2 separate regions of the Mus musculus genome follow, and region 1 is linked to region 2. Evidence: chromatin contacts called from public promoter capture Hi-C data. All regions are on one chromosome and are shown on one strand. The core of a region is the stretch at or near the end of the contact, and the rest is flanking DNA. Distances in the headings are between cores, read along the strand shown. Region 1 has its middle 14 kb from the start of Tmem51. Region 2 overlaps Plekhm2 (pleckstrin homology domain containing, family M (with RUN domain) member 2).

Evidence for each region. Capture Hi-C pulls out chosen DNA fragments and counts their contacts.
Region 1: a promoter capture Hi-C map of adipose tissue shows a contact between it and region 2. The contact joins two enhancer-like sites. A contact is called at or near these places in 2 of 9 other capture datasets (adipose tissue and liver).

The regions. Positions count from the first base shown.
Region 1 is chr4:142,095,300-142,100,377 of GRCm38.p6, reverse strand. No RefSeq gene overlaps it. Among named protein-coding and RNA genes, the nearest start is that of Tmem51, 14 kb to the right of the region's middle. Within about 2 kb of position 1,872, at least 145 of the 459 cell types and tissues checked have an H3K27ac peak or open chromatin away from gene starts, as enhancers often do. A contact at or near this core is called in adipose tissue, where this site is marked.
Region 2 is chr4:141,641,287-141,646,656 of GRCm38.p6, reverse strand. Plekhm2 (pleckstrin homology domain containing, family M (with RUN domain) member 2) reads left to right here. Exons shown (of 20, transcript NM_001033150.2): 2 at 3,901-4,007; 3 at 4,142-4,251; 4 at 4,563-4,662; 5 at 5,153-5,240. Among named protein-coding and RNA genes, the nearest start is that of Slc25a34, 20 kb to the right of the region's middle. Within about 2 kb of position 2,971, at least 91 of the 459 cell types and tissues checked have an H3K27ac peak or open chromatin away from gene starts, as enhancers often do. A contact at or near this core is called in adipose tissue, where this site is marked.

The DNA of each region.
Region 1 (5,078 bases), core at 623-3,122, 450 kb before region 2:
ACCACATCAGAATATCCCATGGTTCCATGGAACAGCCAGTTTCCACATCTGCAGGTTACCGTTGGAGAACTCAACCAACCTCGACAGAAATATCTAGAAAAACATTATGTCTGTAACAAACATGCAGGCCATTGTCTTAACCTGACTCCCCAAACAGTGTGATACTAAGTTCTATTTGCACTGCAGGTAGGACTAACAGGCGGAAGTCATCCAGAGGTGAGGTAAAGCAGACGGAAAGATGCCTGAAGGCTACTGCGAATTACTGCTTCTGTTAAGGCTTCATTCTCATTGCTGAGTAACCACAGTGGGTCCCAGACACCCAGTCCATCCATGGTCCCAGTCACCCACCCCACCCATGGTCCCATTCACCCACCCCACCCATGTCACCCACCTGTATCCATGGTCCCAAGTCACTCACCTGCACCCATAATCCCAGACACCCACACCACCCATGCCAGTCACCCACCCCACCCATAGTCCCAGTCACTCACCTGTATCCATGGTCGCAAGTCACTCACCTGAATCCACGGTCCCAGTCACTCACCTGCATCCATGGTCCCAGTCACTCACCCACATCCATGGTCCCAGTCACTCACCTGCATCCATGGTCCCAGTTACCCACCTGTATCCATGGTCCCAAGTCACTCACCTGCATCCATGGTCCCAGATACCCACCCCACACATGGTCTCAGACACTCACTCCACCCATAGTCCCAGTCACTCACCTGCATCCATGGTCCCAGTCACTCACCCACATCCATGGTCCCAGTCACCCACCCACATCCATGGTCCCAGTCACCCACCCACATCCATGGTCCCAGTTACCCACCCCACACATGGTCCCAGACACTCACCCCACCCATGGAAACTGAGGGGGGGGCTGTTCCCTAGTTTCATGCCTCTTGAATGCTGCACAACCCAGCAAGCACTGACCTCACACCTGGAGGATTGGACACCTTAGCCTGTCTTAGCCAGTGTGACCATCTTAAGCTTCAGTAGAACTATCAGGAGGGAAGCTACGTCCATAGACCAAGGCTGACTCCTTCTGAGGCCTCTCTCCTCGGCCAGTGTTTGGGCACAGCATCCCTGTGTTCTTCATGACTAAGCTTCTATATTCACACATAAAATCACAATGTCTGTTTATAGACACACCAGTCACATTGTACTAGCAACCCCCCCCCAACTTTCACTTACTCTCCAAATCCCATCACAGCCTTAGGTACCGGGGTGGAGGATGCCAACATCTAGATTATCAGGGGATATGGTTCATTCCGTAATACAACTCAGGTTGGATTTCAGTCGCTTGATAGCGAAGTCCCAGTTCAGTCACCCATTGTCTGAGTTTGAACCCACAAAAAGTGATTCCCACCCCTTCCTTCAATCCCTACCAAGCAGTTATCTCCACACACGCATGCACACACATGCACACACATGCACACCCTCAGTCTTTGATGCATGGCAACAGCTGCATCTGCATTGTGGAGTGACATGGGAGCAGGGGACGAGAAAACTCTGAAGGTTGTCTCTTTCACAGAAACATTGACAAAACTTGCTGTTCCAGATGCCCATCCCTATTACCTTGTGACTCCAAAGTCAACAGCCAGATGTTTAGCAGTGGTCAGCCACTCTGTGTCTCCTTGCCGTCCCCTCCGAGGTACCTCTATTTCAGGATAGAATCCAGAAGCAAGGTCTAGGATCTCCATAAGGATCTAGAATGCGTAGCTGCAGGCCGCTGTTCCCCATACAATCGGAACTGGGTGGGTGACTCAAGGACACAGCCAAGAGTTTGGCTTGGCAGCTGCCCTGAGATAACTTTCCTGAGATATGACGGCTTTCAATCCCAGCGTGGGCCACTAGATGGCGGGACATGTCTCTTATCAGTCCTGAAGTGTTGGGTTTAACTCAGGAAGTGTTCATTCCACCTTTTCCCCAAGCCCGGACACCAGAGACCCCATCCCCACCCCCCACAGCCTCCAGAACTCCAGCCTGGCCAAGTTCACCAAGGCTGGGCCCCTTGAACATCTTGCCTCTTTCAGCAGCCCCCAAGGGTGGCTTTTGGTGAAGAAGCGTCTTTCGTTTCCTGGACAGAAAGCCAGACACTCATCTTTAGTAAGGCAGTCCCCAAATGTAGAAGTTCACAGAAGTCCAAGCCCCATTCTGTTCTAGTAGAATCATGATGGGGTGGGAGGAGTCATCCAGGGAGGCTGGCCACCAAAGCCGGGACTTGAGCTCAATCTCCAGAACACATCTGGTGGGAACACTTGGCACCCTTCTCCCATTAAATAAACAAACATGCCTGAGTCAGCCAGAGAAACCAAAGGAGAGCGGGTAGAGATGCAGCTGCCAGCTTCCGGGGATTTCCACAGAATTGGGCAGCACTTCCCACAGCCTGTAGCCTGAAGCCACAGGGTCACTTACTCAGCGTATCTGGCCACTGCTTCCCCTTCTCAGGAGCTAGGTCCTGGGAAACCAGGACACCAGCCACAGCTGCTTTTAGTTCGGGCCACCTCCAAACTGTTTCTGAGTGCCAGGACCTCTGGCTTTGCAGCCTTCTGTGGTGAATCCCACAGACCTCCGTCGTGGTTCTCCAGGGTCAGCTGGATTTGTCGTCCAGCACTCTGACCTTGGCCTTCAAGCCACAGGAGTTCTGAGATTGGCTATCCACACTTCTGAGCATGGGTGATCTCTCCACCTCACCCTGACTGAGGGCATCTGTAGTCATGTTGGGAGCTTTTCTCTGGAGTCCACAATAAAAGCTTGTGTTTAGAAAGCAGCCTGGGACTGGAGAGGTGGCTCAGTGGTTAAGAGCACTGACTGCTCTTCCAGAGGTCCTGAGGTCAATTCCCAGCAACCACAGCTCACAACCATCTGTAATGGAATCCGATGCCCTCTTCTGGTGTGATCTGAAGACAGCTACAGTGTGCTCATATACATAAAATAAATCTTAAAACGAAAGGAAGAAAGGAAGAAAGGAAGAAAGGAAGAAAGGAAGAAAGGAAGAAAGGAAGAGAGAAAGAGAGAAAGGGAGAAAGGGAGGAAGGGAGGAAGGGAGGAAGGGAGGAAGGGAGGAAGGGAGGAAGGAAGGAAGGAAGCAGCCTGCCATGATCCAGCATTGTTGTCTGCACTTCACAGACATCAACTCAACCATGACCGCCACCAACTCTGTCTTACGAATAAGAATACCAAGGCCCCAAAGGACTAAACAACTCTCCCAAGGGTCTGAGCTTAGTCACAGAGCTAGGGCTTAGTTCCTTGGTGGCTGGGCTTTGGAGTCATGTACTTGTGTAGCAAGCAAGCCATTGCCTCCTGAACCTACAATTCTAAATGCCCATACTAAAAGTCCAGGATTGTAGTGTCTTACTTAGGCTTTTACTGCTGTGCACAGACACCATGACCAAGGCAACTTCTATAAGGACAACATTGAACTGGGGCTGGCTTACAGGTTCAGAGGTTCAGTCTGTTATCATCAAGGTGGGAGCATGGCAGCATCCAGGCAGGCATGGTACAGGAGGAGCTGAGAGTTCTACATCTTCATCTGAAGGCTGCTAGCAGAATACTGGCTTCCAGGCAGCTAGGATGAGGGTCTTAAAGTGCACATCCACCGTGACACACCTACTCCAACAAGGCCACACCTCCAAATAGTGCCACTCCCTGGGTCAAGCACATACAAACCATCACACATGGTAAAGGCATCAGACATGAAAGAGAGCATTAATCTTTAGCAGGAAAATATCAATTCGTAGGAGTAAATTTGTATTTGAAAGACAAAGGCAGGAGGATTATAAACTTAAAGGCAGGTGGGTGACTCTGTGTGTGTGTGTGTGTGTGTGTGTGTGTGTGTGTGTGTGTGGTGTGTGTGTGTGTGTGCTGTTGCTCACTTGGTAGAGGGCTTGTTTAGCATGGAGCCCTGGCTTCCATTGTCAGCACAGCAAGGTATTGCTGCACCTATAATCCCAGCCCTTAGGAGCTAGGAAGCAGGAGGATGCAGAGTTCAAAATCATCCTCAGCTCCATAGGGAGTTCAAGGCCAACCTGGACTACATGAGACTCTGACTCTGAATAAATAAACAGCAACACAGAAACGAAGAACAAAGATGGAGTCCAGCGATCCAGAGCTTGTCTGATATAGTTGAGACCGTAGGTTTAACCCCTAAAAGAAGAGCTTTTAGGGGTTAAATAAACCTTAAATTTAAGTTACAAAAAGAAAAACTAAAACCTTTCTCCTTTCTGACCAAATAGAGAGTGACGAAATCCCACCTAGGACTAGATGGCCCTTGGACCCTACACCACTCCTGAGGTAGCCTCCATCCAGGCTGGGCTGTCCCTGTAGTAAGCTGTGCAGGATCTCGGTGCTCTTAGGATGCTGGTGGCCAGTGTCCCCTCAGGCAAAGCTGGCAGTGGCAGAGGACTGGTGGGCTCTGAAGGAGAGTTGCCTTTCTGGCCAGGCGTTAGGAATAACAGAAGTCAGGGAGACCCTGCCTGCCAAGCCTGAGGCTGTTAGCAGGTTGGAGTGACAGCCAAGTCTCTAGCCGAACCCAGGGACAGACCTTGCGGTTCTGAATGATGACACGATTTTCTGAAAAATGACTTCAGCCTGCTTGCTAGGGCAGCTGCTGACTTAGAACCAGACAGCAGCCAGCGACCGCCCGGAAGTAACTCGATTTGCCAGCTCAGTGACTCAGGCTCTGGTTTCAGCCTTCTCTCCTGGCCTCTGCCACCCTCCAGGGAGAAGGTTTGCACGGGCTGGCTCGCTTCCCGGGATGGAGTTCTGGGGGCACGCCCAGCCTGAACGCAAGCCACTGAGGCAGCACCAGCCAATCAGCCACCTTCAGAGGTAGGCTTGAGGAAAAATCTGGACCCAACAATCTTTGGGTCTCTTCCGGGTGAGAACACGGCAGAAAGTGTGGCTGAGAATCAAAGCTATGCCTTTGGTTGATTGGGGAGTCGAGCCTTAAAAGGCTGAGAGCTCTGGGTTCGAGTTCCATTCATTCAAGGTCATACAGAGCTATGCAAGAAGCTTAAGACCAACCGGGCATGCATGAAACTGTCTCAAAAATCAAAATAAAGTACTAGAGGTGG
Region 2 (5,370 bases), core at 1,722-4,221:
AATATGCACACACATACACCATGCACACACCTTCTGCAATGGTTTCTTTTAACTGTCAGTGTAACACAGTCTGGAATGACCTGGAAATAGCTTCAATAAGGGATTTTTCTAGATCAAGGTTGGCTCGGGGCACATCTGGTGGATTGTCTCGGTTATGTTAATTGATGGAAGTCCCAAGCCCACCCTGGGCAGTACCATTCCCTAAGCAGGGGTCCTGGGCTATGTAAGTGGAAAGGGTGGGTGGGCTAAGGACACATTAAGACAGATATTCGTTTCAGTCCGCTGCTGACTCTGGATGTGATGGCCCAGATTCCTGTTGTTTTGGTTGGTTTGGTTTGTTGTTTTGATGGTCTGTGACCTGGGATTGTGAGCAAGAACAAACCCTTCTTCCTAAGTTGACTTTCGTCAGGGTACTTTATCACAATAACAGAAATGAAACTAGGACACATGCACAAGACATAATTTTGTTTTTTAAAAAAGGGAAGAGTAGGAACCACTGCTAAATAACATGATCACTACTGAGAGCGGAGTTCACCGTCTTTGCACTGAAGGGTATGTGAGCTAGAGGCTACCCCACTGGTACGATTGAAAATGGAGGTTTGTTGTGCTTCATCATCTCAGCTAACGCTGTTTGCTATGCTGAGCCTCCTGGATGCTATTTATTACCCGATCCCCTAAACCAGGAGCATCCAACAGGACAGCCTGCCGTGATGGCAGTGCCTTGTGTCCACACTGACCAGCACAGAACTGCTAGCCCCAGGCGGCTAGTGCTGCTAGAGTGGATAGTTTGTTTCATTTGAGTTAGTTTAAATTTCTTCTTTTTTTTTTTTTTGGTTTTTTCGAGACAGGGTTTCTCTGTGTAGACCCAGCTGTCCTGGAACTCACTTTGTAGACCAGGCTGGCCTCGAACTGCCTGGCTCTGCCTCCCAAGTGTCATTTTGTTTTTAAAGTGTATATTGTGTATGGTACTGGGGATTGGGGCCGTGTGTGTGTGTGTGTGTGTGTGTGTGTGTGTGTGTGTGCATGCGCGCACACACACTGGGTAAGTTCTCCCCCACTTCAGCCCTATCTCCAGCCCTTAAGTTAACTTCAAATAGTCACTTTAGGGCAGCAGACACCAGACTGGACTGCTCAGCTCTAAAAAAAAAAAAAAAAAAAAAAATCCCTTTAACTATTTTTCTTTTCTCCCAGGGATGAGTTTGTTTGCAGACATGATTTCTTTAGTTGTTCTGGAACTCACTCTGTAGACCAGGCTGGCCTCGAACTCACAGATCCACCTACCTCTGTCTCCTGAGTTCTGGGATTAAAGGTGTGGGCCACCAGCACCCGACTTCCCCTTTAAGTCATTTTAAAGGGGAGAAAAAATGAGCCAGGGAGTCAAGTAACTCTCTGAGGTGTGCCACTGTGTGGCAGTGCCAGGCTTAGCTCCCGTTTCCTGCCTCCGCCCCCTGTGCCATTGCCGTATGCATCCCTGCAGTGTTTTAATTATATGTTTTTATTTTGTATGTGTATGGGGGGGTTACATATGTGTTGTGGCACATGTCTAGAGCTCAAAGAACAACTTAGGAGAGTCAGTTCTCTCCAGCTACCCTGTGGGTATGGAGGCTTGAACTCAGGTCGTCAGCCTTGGCAGCAAGCCTCTTTGATGCTGAGCCGTGGTGTGTGCTTTTTTTTTTTTTTTTTTTTTTCCTAAAAAATGGTTTTGTGGGCTGGTGAGATGGCTCAGTGGGTAAGAGCACCCGACTGCTCTTCCAAAGGTCCAGAGTTCAAATCCCAGCAACCACATGGTGGCTCACAACCATCTGTAACAAGATCTGATGCCATCTTCTGGAGTGTCTGAAGACAGCTACAGTGTACTTATATATAATAAATAAATCTTAAAAAAAAAAAATGGTTTTGTGTTGTAGATTGTTCTGAGTCATGAAATCATGTATAGATTTGCAACCCTGTATTTTTGCAATGTTTGCATATTTGCAAAGTGTAAATATGTGTAGGACATATCTAAAGACATCTGTCAGATTTCCCACGGGGCCCAAGGAAGACTGAGCAAATGGGGATGGGGCCTGTGTTCCTGGGCCAGACTGGATACTGTGAAACACCATCAACTCTCCATGTGACTGGTCTCTGGGTTCAGCATAATTCTATTATAAATCCGAGATGGGGCTGGAGAGATAGCTCAGCATTGGCTGCTCTTCCAGAGGACCAGGGTTGCATCCCCAGCCCCCACATGGCAGCTCACAACGTACATGCAGGTAAAACACCCGTACACATAAAACAAATTTTCAAAAAAACCCAAAATGGAATGGTGATGAACTTTGATGGTGAGAGAATGGCTTGGGGTGAGTAAAGTGGCTGAGCACGCAGAGGGGCTTGCCACCAAACCCGATGACCTGAGTTCGATCCCCGATTGCATCCATAAGATAAAAGGAGAGAACCAGCAGGTTGTCCTCTGACCTCCATATGTGCACATGTGCCCCCTATAAGTATAACGTAAATTTTGGCTGGAATAACAGTTTTGTAAAAGAATAGCAGGGTGGGGGCTAAGTGAACTTCTGCCGGTGTCCAAGGGCTGAGGAAAGTGGAGGCAATCAAATGGGGACTGATTTGGAAATAGACAGCAGACCAACAACACAGAATAATCTAGAAAAGGCTTGTGGCTCAGATGGAAAGAGGCTAAGTCATTAATAAATATGAAAAAAAATGGGTCACCCATCCAGAAGTAGTACAGGTGACCCTTAACTTCACGCTCAAAGACCTAAGCACAGAAGACAAAGGTCTGCAGGGGTGGGATAGCCAGCGACAGAGCCTCTCGAGTGGCTGTGTCTTGCCTAGCATGGACCCGGAACGAGAATTCAGTCCCAGTCAGCCTGGCTGCTGGGCTTGTTCCGGGTCATAGAGAAGAGGCTATTTTTGTTGTGGGAGTTCAATGGTTGGCCTCCCTCCAAGAGCATGTGCCTCTTGGTGTGACTGATCTGCCACTGCAGCTGCTTCCAGAAAACACTTGAGAGCGGAGTGGTCCCAGGAGCTTAAACCCACCCCCAGTGTATGGGGATCTCTGCTCTTTTCTTGCATTTTCCATCTGGGCCACTGGGAAGGTGACAGGAGAGGGCTCTGCTCTGGCTGCATAGATCTCAGGCTCCTGGCCTCTATCATCCTGGTGGGCTGGGGGTGCTTCAGAGCTCAGAGTCCTCTGAGATCTCAGACTTCCTCTCTTCCCCTTCTTTCTCTCATTCTCCCTGGCTCTCTTTTTCCCTCCCTCCCACCCTCTCTCTGTCCCCCTGTCCAGCTCTGGGAACAGAGTCCTTCTTGGCACGGGGCTTGACACAAATCTGGCACACACCTAGATGTGGCCATTTTCCTCGGGTACATCTAATGTCCATGTCAGCCTCTGGCAGGAAAGCCATCAAAGCAGGTGACCCAGCCTCTCAGACTTTGGTGTGTACAGAGGGCAGCTCCAAGCAGGGCCTACACATTAAATAAATGATATATTTTTTTTGATATTTTTTAAAGTGTTTGGGAATCTTTTTTAAATGCCTTCAGATATTACCAACAGGCTCTCTCTCTCTCTCTCTCTCTCTCTCTCTCTCTCTCTCTCTCTCTCTCTTTCTCTGTGTGTGTGTGTGTGTGTGTGTGTGTGTGTGTGTGTGTGTCTATGTCTGATAACAGATACCACTGTGTATGATGCCCAGGCTGCAAGCACAGCCTATCCCCCTGCCCCAAAGCATAGTGCCCAACACACTGTGAGCTGGCCATCCCTCACAAGGCTATCTACACAAAGTCCTCCTGAGAGCCTTTGCCCTCGGAAACCTCCTGGGCAAGATCAGGGCAGACTCGACGGGCCATCCCAGGACGCCATATACCCAGAGCCGCTCCTCGTCAGCACTGTCGTCTTCCTTTCAGCTGCAGAGCTACTTTGCAGCATGTGAGGACGAGACCCCTGCCATCCGGAACCACGACAAGGTCCTGCAGCGCCTGTGTGAGCACCTGGACCACGCCCTGCTGTACGGGTGAGTTCAGTCCCCTCCTCGTGCTGTGGGGGCCGGGCACAGGGAGGCTTGTCTCACTCAGGCAGGCCACAGTGAGGCACCTGGTTGCCTGAGACAGCCCGCCTCAGCCCAGCACTGCTGTCCCATCCTCACAGGTTGCAAGACTTGTCCTCTGGCTACTGGGTGCTCGTGGTCCATTTTACCCGCAGAGAGGCCATCAGGCAAATTGAGGTGCTACAGCATGTAGCCACCAACCTGGGGCGAAGTGAGTAGAACCGCTCCCCTGTGGGGAGCTCTGGTCCTGCCAGGGTCGGCCTGAGGCAGCTGTCTGTCTGTCTTGTAGTGTCCAGTGGCAGTGGGGGCTGACATTCCCACGCCTTCCGCAGAGCCTCATTTTTTTCTCCCCTGCATGTGACAGTTTGTGGGCGGGTCACTGAGGAAGTGAAGGGGAACTTGGTACACAAGGAAACCTTTGGAGTCCCAGGTCAGAAACCATGTTAGCCTGCAGGATCAGGGCAGCATCCTTGACTTTCTCAGAACTGCCCAGCAGCTGAGTCACTCCTGGCTTCTCTGCAGGCCGAGCCTGGCTCTACCTGGCCCTCAATGAGAATTCCTTGGAGAGCTACCTGCGTCTGTTCCAGGAGAACCTGGGCCTGCTACAGAAGTACTATGTCAGGTAAGTGTCTGAACCGCCCGGTCCCCAGCTCCCTAAGCCTCGGCCCAAAGCCTCCTGTCACACGGAGACAGAGGCCTAGCTCAGTGTCACCTACTGAGGGCTGTGACTGTAGAGCATGTGACATCTTGCTGGCAGTCTGAGGCCTCCTCCAGCATCCCAGCCGGGCTCTGAAGAGTCTGCCTTGGCCTCAGACTCACCACACACCCAATGCTTGCCTACCCCTTTGCTGGGGACACTTCAGGGACAGGGTGTTTATAGCAGCCACCGAGAGTCTGGTAAGCCTTTTGCTCCAGGCCCATCTCTGGAGACCTCACAGCCAGTGAGAGAACAGGAGAGAGGGAGAGGAGTGGGGCATGCCTGAATGAGCTGGGTGCCATCCAGGGGTGGACTGTCATGTGTCCAACTTCAACACCGTGGGCTTTCTGGTGTGGGTGAGCCATGCTGGTGACCAGCCTCAGAAGTCTCCGGGTTGTTTTTTTCTGTCTGGCAGGAACGCCCTGGTCTGCAGCCACGATCACCTGACTCTCTTCCTGACCTTGGTGTCTGGGTTGGAGTTTATTCGGTTCGACCTGGATCTGGTGAGATGCCTTGGCTCTTGGTACTGGAGGGAGGCAAGGGAGGGAACACAGAACTCCATCTTCCAGTCTGGAGCTTGCTGGGTGTGGCCAAGCCTGGCTACGCCTGTTTGCTCGGATAAAGGATGCCTCT